Regions from separate parts of the Gossypium hirsutum genome. Here region 2 is linked to region 1. The links are chromatin contacts, called in public Hi-C maps. All regions are on one chromosome and are shown on one strand. The core of a region is the stretch at or near the end of the contact, and the rest is flanking DNA. Distances in the headings are between cores, read along the strand shown.

Region 1 (6,343 bases), core at 1,208-3,707:
ATAATTGTCACACATTTATCACCACAGATGTCGTTGAAATTCTGTCAAATATTAACTTACCTTTGGGTCAATTAATAAACGCATGAATCACAAAAACATGTAATTATTTTAATATTTCAAATAAACTAATCTACACAAAAGAGGTCACTTTGGCGGTATTTTGTTTCAACTAATTTATTTAAAATATTAGATATCCTTAATCAAAAGTCAAAATCTGAATTTATTTGTTTCAAAATATTTACCTTAATTTCACCTTTCAATCAAATTAAAAGATAATTATATATATTTATATAAATTTCCAAAATAACAGGCATTTATTATATATGTATATAATCAAAAAATATATATGAATTAAGTTATGCTTATTTACTGTTAATTTTTTTAATCCATCGAAACTTTAATCAATTCTCAATGATTTAACATGACGAGGCTCTGATACCACTTATTATATTTATAACATAAATCTAAAATAAAACTTAATAAACCGGGATCTATCATGTCAAATCATCAAGAATAAATTAAGAACAAATCAAGAACAAAACTAGATGCGGAAGCATACCTGAACCCATGAATTTCTTGAAGTTTTATCGGATCTTGGGGATTTGATCTTCTAAATTAGCACACAAGAAATTCAGAGAATATCTGCTCTCTCTTTCCTAATGATGGATATTAGAAAACATATCTTGTGTATAATTTGGGGACCATAACCCTAATATTTATAACATTGGCATATTAGTTCTAATCAAATTCTAATTAGCCCATCATTAATCAGAATTTGATTAGAATTCAATTACAAGAGTATCTACACATATTTGACCCATACTTTATTTAATAATTAAAGCCCAATAAAATTTTAACCAAATTAGATCACTTTTAATTTAGGTTAACCTATTATGATAATAAATAATAATATGTAATTACCCTTATTATATATGTGATGTCTATATTTTCTAACACAACATCAATATCAATAATAGAAGATAAAGTATCCAACACTTCGATAAAATCATGAGAAGGCGCGAACGATAAAAGCCATCATCACTAGATGATGAGCTACTTTATTAGCCTCACTTTTCGTCGGTGAAAAATGATTGAAGATACAAATAGCCCTAAACTAGGAAAGTAAGCTCGATCATATTACTACGTTTCTCCCTTTGAGCATTAACTGCAAGCAAGCAATTCAACTCCACAAGCAGAGCATTGTAAGGCCTCTTGAATAGCATAAATTTCAGCTAAATGAGGGTCTCAAACAACTGTTACATAACTCGACAAGTCATTTATTAATCGACCATCGTGATCTTCACCACTGCTACGAAATTATCCTCATCAATTAGATACAAATTTTTAAAATTTTTGGTTTTAATATTTTTAATGATGTTTATTCTTAACAAAACTTACTTTATTAATGTATAAAAAAAAACTTAATTTATCATTAACAAATATGTGAATTTAATATTTTTAAAATAATCATGATTTGTTTATTAAAAAAATAAATTAGTACATTTACCTCAATTAATAGATGCTTAAATCGAAATTTTTTTGAAATATTTAATATGTATTTGAATTAAACATAAATTAAAATTTAATTTGATAGTAATTAAAATATCAATTATCTAAAAAATTATAAGAGATAAAATATTAATGTAAAAATAGTTTTTAAAATAATGATAATAGATTCCAAATAAATTTAAAAACACTATAAATTTTTTTTATATTCAACCATATACTTATATCTAGAGGTGCTATGGGCCAGGTCCAACTAAAAATTTAGGCCCGTACCACATCCGGTCCAAAAAATGGGCCTAAAATTTTTCCCAAATATAGCTCGGATTTTACCTGATAAGAATATAAATCCGGGCCCAACTCAGCCCGTATTATTTTTTATATTATTTTAAAAATATATATAATATATCAAAAATACTAAAAACATTAAAATAAATGTTTTCTAACAAATTGAAAATAATTTTTTTTAAAAATATGTATACTTAAATAATAGTAAGATAAGTTCAACTTAACAAACAAATGTCTCTAAAATAGTAACAAAATTAACAATAAAACAAGAGTTATACAATAACAACAAAATAGTAACATAATAGTGAAATGATAGCAAAATAATGAAAAAAAAAAGAAAATAGCAAAAAAGAGAGTAAAAAGAAAACAATTTTTTTTTACATATTTGGGCCGAGCAAAATAAGCCTTACATGAGGCTCAGCCCGTTTTCTAAACGAGCCTTATTTTTTTCTCAAGCTCATTTTTCGAACATATATTTTTACCAAAACTCTTTCACTTTTCGAGCTTTGCCTGACCCATGATCAAGTGAACTTATCTATGAGAATTTCGAATTACAAATGTCAAAGAAAAGAATTATAAGAGGGAAATAACAACTCGTTTGGGCCAGGTATAACCCACATAACAGGCCTGTTACTAATAACAAAGGCTAAAAGAAAAAGCCCAAGTCTTGAACTGATTAATTTAACTCTTCTTATTAACCATCCAACCTTTTTCTACCCTCATCATGTTAAGCTTGGGGTCCAGCTAAAATTTTCAAAAATTTAGAGGATATAATTAAAATATTTAAATATTTTACTAAATATAATTAAAATTTTTAAAGGCATAATGAAGATTTAATTAAAATTTTGAAAAGTTTAATGAAAAATTCCAAATTTTGGGACAATTAAAATTTAGAATTTTTTAAAGGTCTAAAGAAAATTTTCAAAAATGGGGGCAAGGCCCCTAGGCCCTCATTACAGTCCCCAATGCCTTGTCCGTCGATCAGGGGTTTGGTCTCTCCAGTGGAGCTCTTCCCACCGTGGCTGGTTTTGATTTTTTGGGCCTTTGTTTCGTAGTCTTTGTATGTTACCGAGTTTGGAATTGAAGACTTTAGGTAAGAGAGAGCATACACATTTACTCAACTTCTCTAAATAAATGGCTAATGATCGATGATCCCTCTACCATTTCATTTTTTCTCGTAAAATTAATTTTTTGAGACTTTAGGTACTATTCTATGATATAACGAATTCTTTATTTCTAACTTGAATAAGAAATAAAAAGAAACACTATTATTATAAACAATTGTTAGTATCGGTATTTTTTACCATCATCATCGACTATCACTTAATATTATTAGCATGTTTTTATTTAAGTAGGAATTATGAATTATTTTAAGCATTATATAAAAAAATCAGTTTAACACACAAAATTAAACACGTTACACTAGTATAGGTTTTCAGACAATATAACAGAACAAAACAAGTAACAAATTACATGACAGCTTCATAATATATGTAGAGTACATATGGTTGAAATGCATCCTTATTTAATCTCATAATATCACAACACCCTTTTCAGATTTGTTCTCTCCAACTCTCTCTACCTGCAATCAGTGTTGTTCAGAAAGATTAAAATATATATATATTAACCCCATGATTGGTTTCATAATATTGGAAGCAAAGACATTAGAAAAAGGCAATTACCCAAGATGGAGAATCTTCTTGTCATGGTGGGAGTAGGGAGTGGGAGTTCCTCTCTCAATCACATTTGGAGTAAAGAAATTGCGAGATGCCAAGGCTTGAATAGCATTCAGCTCTGCTCCTGTTACCATGTTTGCTTCCTCAACCCTCTCTATCTCTGCAATCTATTCTTAATCATAACTCCCATTCAGTGTCTCTTAAGATATTATGAAGCTAGAAATTTTATATTTCCAAGGTTATAATAAAATATGATCAGATAATCATTTTTTCCATAAACATGTATTCACAAAAAAAAATTATGAATTAGTATTCAAGACTTTGTATCCCCATATCATAAATCTTATTAATCTGGGATTAAAATGTTTTTTTTTTTTTGAAATTGGGCCGACCATCAACCTTCTATATCTTTGGGTATGTTTGATACTAGCACTTTAAGAGGTTAAAATGTGTCATCAGTATCTCTACTCTTCCTAATTTCGTACTTTAGTTTTTAGATTTTTTTTTATTTTTAAAAACTTAATCTCTCTATTTTTAAAATTTCAAAAGTTAAGTTACACTGTCAATTTTTTTAAAAAAATTTGTTGGTGTGATATTTTGAAATAAAAAAAAATACTCACTTGATAATTATGTAGCTAAAAAAATAATGTTGTAAGGAATATGAATTTAACATAATAATTTTAACCATTGAATCTAAATTATGAAATCTGAAAAAGTAGAAAAACTAGTTCACGACTAAATTCCAAATTGAAGAGATTTGAGATATTGTTAAATCTCACTTAATATTTGAGTAGGTGTGGATGGGCAGACTTAACTAAACTAAAATTGCATGACAAAAACAAATTGGTTGATGTGTTAGGAAATATGAATGTAATTACCTTAGCTCGGAGACATACACTTTCATTTTCCAGCTCAACTTCCTACAATATATAAAATTTAAGGTAGGTGTGTTAAAGAGTTAAATTTAGAAGTGGGGAAAAACAAGTAAAGTAAATAAGAAAGTAAGCATTCACCCTTTTCTGAAAATATTCAATTTCAGCTAGCAGCATTTCGTGCTGTTGCATCACCAACAACCAAACTCAGATAAGACACAGATATAAATATATAAACATTAAGTAGGAGAGTAAGCTGAGTTAAGTGATTTCAAGTCAAAGAAAATCCCCATTATTTTATATTAAATGAAAATGAATCATTGGGATGTAAATATTTACCTTCTTTGATCTGATTCTAGTAATCCCTCGTTCAAGTCTATTCTCTAGCTGCTTTAACTCCTTCACTGTCAAGGAACTCAACGAATCTCCCATTAGATGCCTTGAAAGAAAGCAAGTTAAAAAGAAATAGGGTATTAGCCTTTAAAGAACAAAATGTAAAAGGAGGAAAAGCAGGCAATGCAATCCTCTGAAAGAACAAGTAAAGTTCTTTTAACTTTTGAAAATTAAGACTGCATTTTTCTTTTTCTTTTGTTCATCTCATAATTTTCAAAGGATTTTATAGTTTACCTGCTAGAATTCTGTAGCATTTGAATCTGCTGCCTCAACTTGGCTGATTCTTGTTGATAATACTACATTGTAAAATAAATATTTCTTTTGTCATGCAAAATACTAAACTCCATTTATCTTATCCCGAAAAATAATTAATTACCTGAGCATTGATTTCCGTGACGGTATTTGTGTTTGAGGTACCGGAACATGCCTTCTTGTACCTCTCTATTGTTGATCTTATGCTGCACCCAAGAAATCAAATCAACAGGGATATAGGAAATGGACGTAAAAAGAAAAAGCACAAATATTATATTTACTATAAGAATGCTTAGTTTTATAGAATCCATAAAGTAGCACCATAATTAACTCCTTGTTCATTTGAGTTTAGGTAATCCAAGTACAAAATCAGTGATTCCATGGTGCATTAGGGACTGGAAGTGATGCATATAAGCCCTATCCTGAGCATTTTAGTTTGGACTTGAAACACGCCCCATGGAATATATTGGATTAATAAAAGTTGGATTGAATTAAAGGAAGAGTGATTTGTTTCCCAAAATGACTTTGCAAAATCTCCACCATGTGTTTTAATTACTATTTTCGAAAAAGAAACCCATCTTATAAATATGTGTTTAATCATAATTCGCAAGTTAATTTTTAAAGTTAGTGAATAAAATAACTGGGTCAAGAGTAGTGATATTGAAGTTAGCTCACTCGGAAATATAACAGGTGGGAGAAGAAAACTCTCTACTTTGTTTTTGCATGGATTTAGCTATGGAAGTGAAAGGAGACATATAAATTGAAATGGCTGTATTTAGCAATGAAGCAAATAAAAGCTTACAAACATGGGTTGCCAAATCTTCAGTGAAGAGAATGATAAGCAATCAAAAGATTGGAGTTGAAGAGTTTGATAGTTTTTAGCTTGAAAATAGAAGCAGACAAAAGGAAGTAGCAGAGATGTCCAAAACAACCCAACTGGAAAGTATTGGAACTCAAACTCCAATTTGACATTAAGTGTTTAAACCAAATGGGATCTATGTCAAATCTTCAACATCGGATGAAATTTTGCTTTGACTTCCGATTCTAAAATCACATGCACCTCTTTACCATCTAATTACACCAAACACTTCCATTGGAGAGGCTCTTCTATATTGGAATTCCCCCTTTCCATCATACTTAAAAAATGCTTTTACTTCTATTTGTCTGGCAATCAATTTTAATTAACTCAAAGTAATTGAAATTAGAATAAATCTTAAATCTGATCTTAAAGTTCCTAAGATGTTAATATTGCCATTGAGAGAAGTCCTCATTTGCATGGCTAAGAAATTTGTTTATATCACAAGTTTATCAGTGGTATTACATTTTAGTTTATGGTGCAAGATGTAATTTTTTTATCAA
Region 2 (6,343 bases), core at 1,165-3,664, 81 kb before region 1:
TATTCTAAAAAATTAAATAAAAATTCATTAATTGTTTTTTTTATGAATGTTTTGAAATATTATTAATTATAATACTTTTAAAAATTTAAAGTAAACCAAGCAATATAAGTATATTTATAGATGATTTTTACAATGTTTACAAAAAGTAAATAATTGAACAAAATTGGTTTATTTGAAAGGGAGCAAATTGCTCTTAACTTAAATAGATTATGAATCAATTGTCTTTTTCTTTTGTTCTCTCTCGATATATGGACTAAATTAATTCCCACCTTATAGTAGAAACACATATGAAATCTTTATTCCTAAAATTTAATACAAGACTCCATTCAATTAAACGACCCCAACAACCTTTTATAATCACTCATTTCAACATACTTTCATTTTGATTCCATTGTGTTCCATTATGATGATGACAAACTCAACATTGATTTTTTAAATCTTTACAAATAGATTTAAACTAACAATAAAGATAGATTAAAAATTGGAACAATGTGTACAACACAAACAAATAAATAATTGGAACAATTTATTTTTACATAATAAATCTCTAACTTAATTTAAAACTTCTAAATTTAGGATTTGTGTCAAGTCCTTATTGGTCAAAAATGACTATGGGTCCCATGAGAGGGATGAATTTTAATCGAGAAAAGTAAAGTTATGATGTTAATTTTCTTTAAATGGAAGAGTTTTACTTTTTAGGGATTTTAGGAGTTCTTTTTATCTTTTTTTTCTATATTCATTTTTGTTGAAAATAATTTTTTTGTATTTTTAATTTAAAATTTGATTAATAAGTTTGATTGGATGAAGAAGTTAAAAAAAAAATTGAAGGTGCTTGGTAGGAAATAAAAAAAAGTAAAAAGGAAAGAAAATGAGGATGAACATTTTTGGTCATGGTAGTTAATAGGCCTGAAATTTCATTTAATATGAGAAAAATGAATTAAGGAATGCCTGCTCTGTCTATTTATATATTCATTTATTTATGAATGCGTTATCTAAAGTCTAAACTCCACTATGATTCCATCAATAATTTACACCTAACGAATATCCAAAATTAAATGAAAACTACTCTAGTATTTATAGGCTTCCAAATCAAAATTCACACAAAACCACCCCCCCAATTTATAAATATATATAGCTGGAATTAAATTAAATTAAGTTAAAAACTAGAAATATATCATACAGTTTGAATTCATATTAAATAGATATTTAATTATTGTTATTTACAAGTCAAGACGGGTATAATAATTTTCAACATACAACATTTTATACATCAAAGACATTAATTAATTAATCAATTAAAGTCATATATATATATATGAATGTAATTAATAAATATTTTAAAATTGATAAAATAATAGGTTTAATATAATATTTGGTATCTGAACTTAACATTTTTTTCAAATTTAGTACCTAAATTTTTTTTTGTCTTATTTGGTACCTAAACTTGACAATTTTTTCTAATTTGATACCTAAACTTGACACTTTTTCTTAAGTTGGAACTTAAACTTTTTTGGGGTCCAATCTGGTGCTTGAATTCGACTCTTTCCTAATTTGATACCTACTCTTTTTTTTGTTCGATTTGGTACTTGCCAAACGTTTACAAATTATTCTAATATGCTAACAACATTGTTTTATTTATGAGGTAGCAAAAATAATCAATGTATGACCGACATGTGACAGATTATATGATTTTTTTGTATTTTATATGCTCAATTAATTTCAGTTTTATTAATTGAAAATAATGAATTTCTTTTAATTTGAGTTTTTTTAAAATCTTGTTTAATATTAATTCGTTAAACATAGCTCAATACTTATTTTTTAACATGAATTTTCTCTAATATTGGCAATATTTTGTAGTATAACAAAAAAAACAATATTAGTGTTTTGCATCATTTGTATAATATTTAATAAATTTAAGTACTAAATTGAATTTAAAAAACTTATGTATCCAATTAAAAAATATTAAATTTATAGACTGAATAGGGCTCATAAAAATTTAAGGTACAAAATTAAGAAAAGATAATAAATATTGTATTAAGCAAAAAGAATATAATAAAATTAATTATAAAGCAATAAGACAATAACTATAAATAAGAATAAAAACAAAGGTAGTAATAATGTAAACAAGTGCAGAGCAGAGCCAAATCGAACATTTAGCCTTCCTGTTGTGGGTCCCGACACAACAATCAGCCCTGGCACGTTCCTACGTTCTCTACTCAATTTCGCTGTCTTTTGTCTTTTCTTTATTTCAAACGGTCCATTAATTATTATTGTTATTTTAACTGAAACAAATAAAAAATATATAAAACAATTTTGAATTTTTAAAATTCGAAAAACTATGGAAAGGGACCCTCAAAAGGACAGCAAAGAAAAACCAGACAGCTTTGGGTTTGCTTTAAGAAGCAAAGGAAATAAAAAACCACTTGCCCAATTGGCGTGGGTCCCAACTATTTCAATCTGTTTGTTTTTTTTTTCAAATTTATAGGCCGGCTTTTTTTTTCTTTTTTTTACCAAAGATATCATGAGATTTCTCAAATTTTAAAAGAAAGAACTGCGGTTTTGATAAAATAACAGCCTGTTTCTAGGGCTTAGACACGTGGCAGAACCAGGGTCATCGTTATAACACGGGCCGGAAATCATTGCCATGAAATATATATTCCGGTAAATTTAAAACTATATTCTCAGCATATAAAGTAAATCAAAATAAGAAATAGTATAAAAATATATAAATTCATTCAAAACTAATAGATAATAACACTCCAACTCTTTAAATGAACAGCATATAGAGTTTTAGTTCAATTGACATTGATATTATTATTAATGTAAGAGAATGTGAGTTTGAGTATATTAAAGCGTATTATTTTTTTATTTATAGGTTAAAGAGAGGCTATTGATAATTTTAAATATTATATAAAAAATAGATATTATTAGAATCTATAATGAAATTGTTAAAAAAAAACCTCATTTTAAGTGAAAGGAGAAAAATAGAGTTAGTCGTACCAAAGATCTCAAATTACCATTTATATTTTAAATTGAGTTTCAAATTTTAAAAATATCCTAATTACATTTTAAATTATCAATATTTTATCAAGTAGGACTTTTCATTATTAAAACTGTTGATTTAACAATTAAATGATACGTAAAATATTATATGATGTAATTTAAAATAATTTAAAATGAAAATTTTAAAGAAAAGTAAAATGTTGACGCATAACTTTTAAAATTAAAAATTAAAAATAAAGTAAAACCAAAAAAAAAAGAGAATGAACCATAATTTTTGTAAAACCTTCGAAAACTTAAAAATTAAGATTTTTACCATATCTATTTTTACAGCATTCAATTTTTTTTAAAATTTTTATTTTAAATTATGTCACATAAAATCTAAATAATTAAATTAAGTAAATAACTTTATTGTTATAACATTGATAAGTTTAAAGATATGACAAAGTATTTTAAAATTTAAAGACTAATTTAAAAAGAATATTTAATTTAAAAATATTTGATGCAATTAACTGAAGATAGTATTATGTGAATAATATATGCTATTACTACCATATATAAGGAAATCGTAACGCCCTCCTTGACACACCTGTTCATTATATTTCTCTTCTTCTTTTTCTTGAAATTATAAAACGATATTAATTTTCAATTCTAATTTCTTTACTTTTTAAGATTATATAATAATGATTCAGTTTTAATTTTAGTTCTTATTCTATTCTTAAATTTAATATTTAATTTTTGACATAATTTCGGTAACTTAATATTTGTAATATTATTAGTTAATTTAGATACTTTATTCTGATTTAAATACTTGTGTGAATTTTAATAATTGCTAATATGGTTTAAATTTTCTATTTAATTAAATTTTATTACAATATTATTTTTGTTATATAATTATCAAGTGAGTTTTTTTTTTATTTTCAAAACATCATATCAACGAATGTAACAAAAAAAAATTAACGGTTTCAATCATTAAAAATGAATTTTTAAATTTGAAAAAATAAAGAGATTAAATTTTTAAAAATAAAAACATGGTAACTAAATTTTAAATATTTGAAAAACACAAAAACTTAGAACATATTCTACATTTAAAATTGTTACTTTATAATTTAACTTTAAAAGTAATTAACCCAACATAAAATGTAAAAATCAAACTTATAAAATGTAAAAATAGTTGATGAGAAAAGAAAATTGAGTATATTAGATTTTAGGAAAACTAGATGAATAATGTTATTTCTTTTTAAATATTTAAATTGCTTTTTATCAAGTGAGATGTTAAGAAAGTTGTCAACAAAACAATGTTGTAATAACATCACTGTTTTAGTGAATTTGTCTTGTCTTGGTAGACATCGTGCAATGAAGGATTTGACATTATCTTAAGCTTATACCGCACATTGTTTCCAAGATTAAAAAAAGCATACCCCCGTTTCAGTTTCATTCATCAATTAATTTGACATTTCCCTAATTACCAATCAATATCATTTTGAATTATTATTTGCTTCATTCTAGTTTTCAAATCAATTTGAGTGATATTTGATCAGATTTGTACCTAGTCTTTTTGTCTTTAAACTCTTCTATTGCCCCATGGAAAGTTCTCTTCTTCTTTTTTCCCTATAAAAAAAAATGTTAGAATTAATATTTTAATCCACGTTATTGTAATTTTTTTCACAATTTCCTGGTTATATTTTGTCCACAATTTTATACTTGTCTATATTTTTTTTTGGTTTTTGTTTTGTCAATTTTTTTTTTGAAATTAGGTGTGATTTTATTTTACTTTTAAATTTTAATTATATATATGTCAATATAAAAATGTCACTTGATCTATTAGGGTTTAGGGTTTTCTGAAGAGGGTTAGTTAGTATAGATTATGTGTGTGCTTAAACCACTAAGATGACAACCTTAGGAAACTATCATAGGCTAGACAAAATTCGGGAGATAAGCGAGTATCAACCAATCGATTAGTTAATTAGAGGTCGGGAGGTAATAATTGATTAATCGTTAGCTAATCCACCCTAAAACCCTGACCAAAGTTAATTACAAATCCTGAAGTGAGTCAATCTTCTTGATTGGTTATTTGATTTAAATTGTTTATTTATTTTAGTTAATTGATTTGTCTCTTTAATCTACTTTATGCTTTATCATAATATAGGAATTAATTACTACTACTTAGATTTGTTATTGCAAAAAAGTTTTCATAATTTTTTCCATCCTACCTTGGGTACAATTTTAGGAATACTTCCCAAGTATTTCATTGTACTAAATTATATTACAATTTGACCTATATACTTGCAAACACCATCGTTTTAATCTCTTATATTTTTGGTGTTATATTTTACTAACTCATTTATGTAGAATGGTTGGTTTGATAGGTTTCTACAATCATGTGCATTTCACCTGATTCTCAATGTATTTTTTCTTTTCTTGGTTGGCATAACACCCAACAACGGATAACATAATAACTCTAGGTCTATGTTACTATCTTTGATTATCGTCTGCCCACCTATTAAAAGGTTGGTTATTAAAGTGACATCCTCTAACGTTATAGTGGTTTCGTTGCGTAAAAAATGAAATTTATGCATTTCAAATCCCATCTTTCTAAAAAAGTGACAAACAACTTTTGTATCATTTTAAACTTGATTATTTTATATTTCACTAATAAATTTCCCCACAGGTCTCGCATACATCTATATAATTTTTTAAATTATAAAATAAAGTTTTATAATAATAAAATACAATTGTAATAAAATCTAATAAGAACAAAATGGAAAAAGAAGGAAGAGAAATTTTTCCATATTTAAGATTTAATATATTACAAGCTATTTTTGAAACCTTAAAGTAGCCATTTTCTGACAAGTAGAAAAACTAGAAAAATTAAGGCTTTTTGTCCAGTAAGATGCTTTTAAGGTTTTAATTTTTTAAAAGAGGATTGTAACTCAAGACAGAAGAGAATAGGGTAAGAACTTCCAATCTTCTTTATATCTACACTAAAACAGATCCCATAATCAAATAAAAATTTATTAATCCTAAAATAATATAAAAATAGGAAATAAGAGATCATTTTTGGACTCTGAAGTTTCTAATTTTAAATTTATTTTCAAGAAATTAAAAAAAAATTATCATTCTTTTTTTTTTGAAATCTTTTTTAAAATTCGTTTTCTAGATATTAACAATCAGTTATTATTTTTTAAAATAAAAATATTTGGATGCAATATGATTTTATAAAGAGTTAATAATTTTTAATATTATTTAATTTTGACATAGATGTTAATTTAGATAAAAATGTTAAAATATAACCAAACAAGAAATGATTTATTAATTTAAACTAAAAATAAATATATAAATA

What was found. Hi-C and Micro-C count contacts between places; a contact is called where the count stands out from the background.
Region 2: a contact with region 1 is called in a Hi-C map of leaf, with 2.6 times the contacts expected there. The contact joins two enhancer-like sites. A contact is called at or near these places in 2 of 34 Hi-C or Micro-C datasets (both in leaf).

The regions. Positions count from the first base shown.
Region 1 is chrA05:31,667,990-31,674,332 of Gossypium_hirsutum_v2.1, reverse strand. It overlaps LOC107957499 (agamous-like MADS-box protein AGL11), which reads right to left. Exons shown (of 9, transcript NM_001327658.2): 3 at 5,109-5,190; 4 at 4,967-5,028; 5 at 4,679-4,778; 6 at 4,481-4,522; 7 at 4,346-4,387; 8 at 3,474-3,634; 9 at 3,186-3,373. The coding sequence ends at 3,370. Among protein-coding and RNA genes, the nearest start is that of LOC107957499, 4.7 kb to the right of the region's middle. Within about 2 kb of position 2,457, at least 2 of the 9 cell types and tissues checked have an H3K27ac peak or open chromatin away from gene starts, as enhancers often do. A contact at or near this core is called in leaf, where this site is marked.
Region 2 is chrA05:31,748,507-31,754,849 of Gossypium_hirsutum_v2.1, reverse strand. No RefSeq gene overlaps it. Among protein-coding and RNA genes, the nearest start is that of LOC107957497, 3.7 kb to the right of the region's middle. Within about 2 kb of position 2,414, at least 2 of the 9 cell types and tissues checked have an H3K27ac peak or open chromatin away from gene starts, as enhancers often do. A contact at or near this core is called in leaf, where this site is marked.